Regions from separate parts of the Sus scrofa genome. Here region 2 is linked to region 1. Evidence: chromatin contacts called from public HiChIP or PLAC-seq data. All regions are on one chromosome and are shown on one strand. The core of a region is the stretch at or near the end of the contact, and the rest is flanking DNA. Distances in the headings are between cores, read along the strand shown. Region 1 overlaps MYOF (myoferlin). Region 2 overlaps CEP55 (centrosomal protein of 55 kDa).

Region 1 (4,097 bases), core at 440-2,939:
GCATCTGTCACATCCCCCAGCCTCATTGTGGAGTGTGGAGGGGAACGGGTAGAATCAGTGGTGATCAAAAACCTTAAGAAGACGCCCAACTTTCCAAGTTCTGTTCTCTTCATGAAAGTGGTAGAGTATCAAGACTCTGTAATAGTCCATGCCTGTTGAATAACTGAATTGTACCTGAAGAATGAATATATACAAATCACACACACATTTATGTATATGTGTTTCCAGAGTCTGACAACTGATAGAAAAGCCCTGCTCCACAGAGTTCCCATTGTGGCTCAGGGGTTAACGAATATGACTAGGAGCTATGAGGTTATGGCTTCAATCCCTGGCCTCACTCAGTGGGTTAAGGATCCGGCGTTGCCATGAGCTGTGGTGTAGGTCGCAGACACAGCTCAGATCTGGCGTTGCTGTGGCTCTGGTGTAGGCCGGCGGCTACAGCTCTGATTAGACCCCTAGCCTTCGAACCTCCACATGCCGCAGGTGCGGCCCTAGAAAAGACAAAAAAAAAAAAAAAAAAAAAAAAAAAAAAAGGAAAGAAAGACAGAAAGAAAAGAAAAACCCTGTTCTGTAGTCAGCTGGTCAGTGACTTTTCCTCCTTAGATTCTCACACCATGGTGATAATTTCTTAAGGCTCCAGTGACACAGAAGTATCTATGAGTGATACTAGTGTATTTCTCCAAGAAACTTCCCACCTGTTCAGCTCTGTACAACAGGCTATTGGTCAGTCCCTCATGAGCAGAATATTAACCCTCAGCTGTGCCCTTACAGGTGTCCATGGACTAGAACCCTGCAGATAGTGACTGCTGGCTGGGATACGGGTAGTTGGAGAGTGACGGGGTGATTGGGGCCCCACCTCCAGGTGCCCCTGGATGGCTCCTTCTTTGTCCATCAAATTTCCCCTTTGGTTATTAGAAATGGGGCAGCCTCAGAACAGGTCACAGTTCTCTGCCATTGACCCCAGACTGCTTTGGAGCAAGAAAAGATTATGGGTTTTTTTTTGTTGTTGTTTGTTTGTTTGTTTTTTGGTGACACCCAAAGCATGCAGAAGTTTCTGGGCCCAGGGATCAAACACATGCCATGGCAGTGACAACATGGGGTCCTTAACTCACTGCACTGGGGAATTCCCAGTCTTTCCATTTTTAAAGCCATTAAATCCTTACTTTTTTATAAAAGAAAAATCTATTTTTCTCTACTATATAAAAGATGGAGGAATTCTCATTGTGGCTCAGCAGGTTAAGAATCTGATTAGTATCCATGAGGAGGCAGGTTTAATTCCTGGCCTCACTCAGTGGGTTTAAGGATCTGGTGTTGCTATGAGCCACAGCATAGGTTGCAGATGTGACTTGGATTTCAAGTTGCTATAGCATAAGCTTCAGCTGCAACTCTGATTTGATCCCTAGCCTGGAAACTTCCAGATGCCACAGATGTGGCCCTAAAAAGAAAAAAGAAAAAAAAAAAAAGAAGAAGGAGAGAGAGAGATGGAAAGAAAGGCATTTCCTCACTTTGATGGGATGGAAGGTATAGGACCTTCCCATTCCTTTCCCCACCCCAATCATTTCCTGCCTTTGGCATCTGAGCAGACCTCTCTTGAACTCTAGGGTCATGTGGCTTAACTTCTCTTAGAGATGAGGAGACTGAAGCCTAGATGGGGGAAATGCCTTGTGCAAGTTCCCTAGTGAGTGCCAGGCCTTGCCTGTTATGCTGCAGTGACTGTTGAGATTGCAACAGCAGCTGCACACAGCTCCATGGTGGCTGCATTCTCTCCCTGAATTAGGTCTTCAATCCTGCAGAGCAGGCATGTTCATCCCCTTATGTGTGCTTTGGTGGAAACTTAGAGGTTAATTAATTTACACACAGAAACACCACTAGCAAGTGGGTGGTCTGAGTTTGGACTTAAGGTCCCTCCAACTTCAAAGCCCCTGCTCATCCCCCTATGGTGGTATAGATGAGTGCCACCTGGATGCTCCAAGCCAGAATCCCAGAGTGATCCCCTGGGCCACTCTACCCATCCTTGTCCCCTCCCAAGCTCTAGTCTGGAATCTAGCCTCGGTCAGCAGGGATGAGGAAAGCTAGTTCAGTTGACCCCAGCAAGGACGGAGGTAGAAATCATCTGAACCACAAATGCACCAGGCAGACCTGAGACCAGCCTAGGATCCCCCAACCAGACAATGTCACCAAGGCCACCAGACTCCATGTAGAGCATCCAGGAGGCATTGAGAAACAATGAGCATCCCCTTTTGGCCCTGAACTCCCAAAGCTCAAAGACTCTCAGGCCACAGTTATTTCCCAGGAAAGTCCAGTTTTACCGCAATCATTTCTAAACTTTAACTAATTCTGAATAAATGCTAACTTTGCATCTTGTTACAGAGCAAAGTCAGGTACTAAGTTACTGTCCTAAGTATTTCACATAGATTAATTCTGCAAGCCTACCATTACTGAGGAGATTGCTGGGACATAGAAAAGTTCCCTGAGATCATGCTAGGATTTGGTCCTGGGCATCAGGCTCAGAGCTCAGGCCTTCTGCAACGTGCTGCTTACTGCAAGTGCCCTGGGCTCTACCAACAGCAAAAAGAGCCTGAGTTGGTCCCTTTGAGGGAGTTGATTGGCAAAGCTGCCCTTGTCAGGTCTTATACAGAGAAGTGACCCCTCCCTCTGTGACCCCCAGTTCTTGCCCAAGGAGGAATTGTACATGCCCCCGCTGGTGATCAAGGTCATCGACCACCGGCAGTTTGGGCGCAAGCCCGTCGTGGGCCAGTGCACCATCGACCGCCTGGACCGCTTTCGCTGCGACCCTTATGCAGGAAAGGAGGACATTGTGCCGCAGCTAAAAGGTAAAGTGCAAGTCTCTAAATCACATCTCAAGACTTTTCCTGTTGAGCTGATTTAACCGTTACAAACTTCTCAAGGTAAGTACTCATTGTCCAGATTTTGCAGATTGAGGAAACAGTTTGATTTACAATACTGTGTCATTTTCCCAGGGTAGTATCGTTAGTAAGTGGCAGAGCCCCTCTTGAGTCCTGGCCTCATTTGGGGGACCCAGTGCTCAAGCTATTACCGTATTAAGTATCCAGCGCCTCAGTGAACGTAAGATGTCTTGTATTGTCCAGCAGAGAAGACAAACAAGGCAATGGCAGTTCCCGTGGTGGCTCAGTAGGTTAAGAACCCGACAGTGTCTGTGAACCTGCAGGTTTGGTCCCTGGCGTTGCTGTGGCTGTGGCCTAGGCTGGCAGCTGATGTTCTGATTCGACCCCTAGCCTGGGAGCGTCTGTGTGCTCCAGGTATGGCTCTAAAAAAAAAACAAAAAGCAAAAAAGGCAATGGGTAATTGTAGCTTGGTGTGATACATAATTTGATGGGGAGAGAGAGGGGGCCCCTCTGAGCACTGAGGGAACTGGGGATTTTTATTTTAAATTGCTTTCCATCTATTGTCCCTCCTCATTCACACATCACAACATTGTTTTGATATCATTTGAAAGATACAATTTCCTTGTTCTCCACTGAGGGAAAAATAACACCTGCTGAGTTTAAATGCCTGGGCTTAGGTCACATAACTAATAAGTAAGTGATAGAGCAGGGCATGATACTTAGAGTTCTATACTAAATAATAACTAATGAATAGCATTTTGCTCTTGTTTATTAGTAATGTCTTGCTTTTTAGCTTACCACCTGCCAGGGACTGTGTTAGGAGCTGGGGACTGGGTCCCATCAGTGAATGAGATCCCAGAGCCCATAAGCTCAGGAGATTAGACCCTTGAAGGGCTGACCCCCCTATTCGGCTGATGGTTGGTAGCCTCAAGACTGAAGCAGATGTCTTCTATTTGAGCAGCTGCGCTGCTGACCAGTTCTATTTAATCTTCCATAAGGTTTAGTGTTGACTTTACAGAGCCTCTGAAATTCATCTGCTCTGTGGGTCTGAGGATCCTGAATCTCTGATTCAGAGAAGAGGGAAAAAATCCAGTCACAAGAGAGCAAAAACCCTACATGCATTTATCCATAAGTTTCCCATGCAAAGCGTTTTGTGCCGAGTGATGGTGCCTAAAATAGCAACATTTTAATAACAAGGTTGAATGTAACTGCAGGCATTCTTTTATCTGG
Region 2 (4,097 bases), core at 548-3,047, 150 kb before region 1:
AAAGAGTAAATCTTGCATTATAAATGAGAAAAGAAACGGCAAATTAAGTTATATTAAATAATAAAAGAGTTGGGCAAGTTAGATTTAGGTGGAGGAAGGACGCTAGTGAGATATTCGATAGAAATAGGCGATTTCTAGGCTTTCTAGCCTACAAGAGACCATACTTAGAGGAAGAGGCCCTCCTGCTTGCCTGGAAAGAAACTTTAAGGTAGTAACCTAGAGAGAGTTTCTGTTGTGGCTCAGCGGAAACAAATCCGACTAGTATCCACAAGGAGGCAGTTTGATCCCTGGCCTCACTCAGTGGTTAAGGATCCAGCGTTGCAGTGAGCTGTGGTGTAGGTCATAGACGCAGTTCGGATCCCGTGTTGCTGTGGGAATGGCCGGCAGCTACAGCTCTAATTCAACTCCTAGCCTGGGAACTTCCATATGCCACAGGTGTGGCCTTAAAAAAAAAAAAAAGAATCATTTTGGTGGGGAGTTAAAAAAAAAAAAAAAGGTAGTAACCTAGAGAGATGATCTCAAACCATTCATTTTTCCGTCTCCTCAAAATGTTTTTCCAAGTCATAGCACTAGTGCTGCCAATTTCTATGAAATTTAATAATAAATGAATTATTTCTCTTTAGCCATAACTTAATAAAAGACAAATGAACTTACGTCTTTCAGCTGCACTTCCATTTCATGAATCTCACTCATCGATGGATTGAGGCAACTTGTAGCCACAGTCTGTAAGTAAACCAATATTCATTAACCTCATACATTTAATACTAGAAGTTTCCTCATTACATTTAGTTTCATAATACATACTTCACAGAAGCATCCCAAAATACAGATCAAGTACATGCTGGTGAACCATCATACCAAGAGGCGATGGGTAGCAAAGCAGAATTAAGATGTCCTGGAAGCTTTCTAAGCAGATTGGAAACCTGAGATGTCATATCCCCCCCCCCTTTTTTTTTTGGCTTTTTAGGGCTGCATCTGCGGCATATGGAAGTTCCCAGGCTAGAGGTCAAATTGGAGCTACAGCTACTGGCCTACACCACAGCCACAGCAATGCGGGATCCAAGCCACATCTTTGACCTACACCACAGCTCACAGCAATGTCAGATCCTTAACCCATTGATCAAGGCCAGAAATCAAACCTGAATTCTCATGGATCCTAGTCAGGTTGGTTAACCACAGACCCACAAAAGGAACTTCCCAGAGATGTCATATCTAATTTGATTTCTGAGGTCCTCTGGACCCCAGGATTACCAGAATAGCCTCAGGGCATATGAACAGCCCAGTGGTTTTCACTAGGAGACAAAGCAAAACAACTGGGCTATTTAAATAAAATCTGGAAGATATTAAATTGTCAAATAAAAAACAAAAGTTGTTTTCTAGCATTACATTTGTATTTGCAATAGCATTATTTAGTATTTGTTCATATAGAACTCAAAACATCTCTTTTTTCTTCACTTTCTCATAGAGGGAAAAAAGAGGGAAGTAGATGGTTAGGTATTCAGTCTAGCCAACAAAACTCATAATAAGTTGTATTTCAGTCTTTTAACAGCTATATGGAAAGAAACTTCTGTGAAGGCTGGCAAGGAAGCTCAAAACATTTTTTTTCTTATTCAAAGATGATCTAGACACTCACCCTAGTATAGCTCTTTCTCCCTCTCAATTTAGTCCTTTAGGTGGAAAACTATGACAGAGATAGTTCACCAAATTCCTTTCCTTTTCCCCTGCATACACTGTGGACTACATTTCCCAGCCTTCCCTGTGGTTATTGGGATCATGAGGCTGAATTCTGTCCAATAGAATGTGAGCAGAAGTGAGATATGCTAATTTTAGGCCTAAACCCTACACATTCCCCCAATTCTCCACATGCCCTTTAACCCACAGGTATGTATAGAGGATCTGGTGGAGGAATGCCCCCTGAGGGACGAGGGAGCCACCAGAAGGAAGGACCCTGGATCACTATGGAGTAAAGCCTCCTCCACTCCCACCTGCACTAGGCTGTGACATGAGCAAAAAATAATCATTTGTCATGTAAGACTGAGATTTGGAGATTGGTTGTCAACAGCAGTTAGACATGCTAATTAATACAGAAATTACTAGTGGCTATCCCACACAATTATTACAAGAACACATTATTAAAAACTATCATTTCTACCAAGATTTACATTTCCAGCTTCAAAAGTAGAGAAACTTGGGGGGTCCCTTCGTGGCTCAGTGGAAACAAACCCAACTAGGAACCATGAAGATGTGGGTTCAATCCCCGACCTTGCTCAGTGGGTTAAGGATCCAGCGTTGCCATGAGCTGTGGTGTAGGCCAGCAGCTGTAGCTCCAATTTGACCCCTAACCTGGGAACGTCCACATGCTGTGGGTGTGACCCTAAAAAGCATTTAAAAAAAAAAAAAAAAAAAGTAGAGAAACTAATCCTTGAGCTTTAAGTAAAGGTTCAGTCAACCACTTAGGATCTGACTATAAAGTTTCATGAGTTTCAGCTCTACGGAACTTCCTTAGAAAAGCTTAACTTCTTTGAACTCATCTGTAGAAACACTCAGTTGTCCACCTATGAGAGTACACAACAGAGGTCTGATCAATCTGAATACCCTAAAGGAGAGAGAAAGTATGAAGACATCTAATAATGTTTCAATATTACACCTAAAAGCTACTGATATTAATAGGTGGTATTAATACTTGTATTGTTACTATTATTCAAACATCCAAATATCCAAAAGATTCAAAGCTCTGACCAATAAGAAATCATTTATTTAGCACTTACTATATGCCAGGCACTCTGCTAGGCAATTTACATACATATAACATTTAATCTCCAGTGTTCTTATCCTGATTTTACCACTGTGGAAATTAAGGTTTAAGGAGAGGGGTCTGGTGAATTCTAGCATTGTCTTTAAAGCTAGAAAGGTTAAGGAATTTGTTAAGAATCACATAGCTAGCAAGCAGAAGAACCAAGATCTGAACTCAGATCTGCCTACCTACAAATCCTTGCTATTTCTGCTACTCTAGTGACTCTAAAACAAAAGAAGGGGACAAAAAGCACATGTAGTAGGAAAAGCATACCAGATATTATAATTGAGTATCTCAAATATGAAAAATAACCAAAAAAACAAAGCCTACTGTTTTCATGAAAGAAACTATAAAAAAAAAACTCAACAAAATCTTCCTGGGCTGTTGCAGATACATAGCAGATTCTGTATTCTGAATATTCCTGAGAGCCAAACAATGGGGAGTGGAGGAAGCCATATTACCTATTTTTGCTTACAAAGTACTAGGCTATTTAAAAAAAAAAGGTAATCTGTTAATCTGTTAGTACAGTATGCTGTTTCACCATTTGACAAATGAGTTTTTTTGTTTTTGTTTTTTTGTCTTTTTGCCTTTCCTAGGGCTGCACCTGTGGCATACGGAGGTTCCCAGGCTAGGGGTCTAATTGGAGCTGTAGCTGCCAGCCTACACCACAGCAACTCGGGATCAATCTGAGCCGTGTCTGTGACCTACACCACAGCTCACGGCAATGCCGGATCCTTAACCCACTGAGCGAGGCCAGGGATCAAACCCTCAACCTTATCGTTCCTAGTCGGATTCGTTAACCACTGAGCCATGACGAGAACTCCTAAAAAATGAGTTTTAACAAACTCATTCTTCATAAGAATTACAAACTGCATCAGAAAAGATTTAAAAAACCTGGGTTTAAAGAAATTAGTACCTGTGATAAACGGAGTGTACTGGCTTTGCCTTCAAGTTCAGCAAGTCTTGCAGTTGTAGCAGACAACTGTTTTTTCAATACATCTGTCTCTTCAGACAAGGATTTCAACAGCTGTTCCCTCCTTTCACCTTCCTTCGTTTTCTCTTCCAGCTGTTCAAGCAAAGCAGTAGTACTATATTTGGCCTTCAGCTGGTCTCTGAGTCGCTGTATTTCTTTGTCCTTCTCTGTGAGGCAATAAGCATTCTTCTCCCTCTCAGCTTCAAGGACTCGAATTTTCTAGATATAAACTAAGAAGAATCTTAGAACAAGGCCAGGTCAAACACAAAAGCAAACAGTACACTAGAGCAAGCATTTGAAAAGAGTTTATTATAAATCAGTCAGCATCAT

Evidence for each region. HiChIP or PLAC-seq counts read pairs in DNA pulled down with a chosen protein or histone mark.
Region 2: a contact with region 1 is called in an H3K27ac HiChIP or PLAC-seq map of alveolar macrophages. The contact joins two enhancer-like sites. A contact is called at or near these places in 1 of 5 promoter capture datasets (fetal skeletal muscle) and 1 of 2 datasets of contacts at active chromatin or transcription factors (alveolar macrophages).

What each region holds. Positions count from the first base shown.
Region 1 is chr14:104,807,508-104,811,604 of Sscrofa11.1, reverse strand. It overlaps MYOF (myoferlin), which reads left to right. Exons shown (of 54, transcript XM_021073854.1): 35 at 1-120; 36 at 2,669-2,834. Among named protein-coding and RNA genes, the nearest start is that of MYOF, 130 kb to the left of the region's middle. Within about 2 kb of position 1,689, at least 1 of the 83 cell types and tissues checked has an H3K27ac peak or open chromatin away from gene starts, as enhancers often do. A contact at or near this core is called in alveolar macrophages, where this site is marked.
Region 2 is chr14:104,962,016-104,966,112 of Sscrofa11.1, reverse strand. It overlaps CEP55 (centrosomal protein of 55 kDa), which reads right to left. Exons shown (of 9, transcript XM_013983573.2): 3 at 3,711-3,986; 4 at 655-723. Among named protein-coding and RNA genes, the nearest start is that of CEP55, 6.8 kb to the right of the region's middle. Within about 2 kb of position 1,797, at least 2 of the 83 cell types and tissues checked have an H3K27ac peak or open chromatin away from gene starts, as enhancers often do. A contact at or near this core is called in alveolar macrophages, where this site is marked.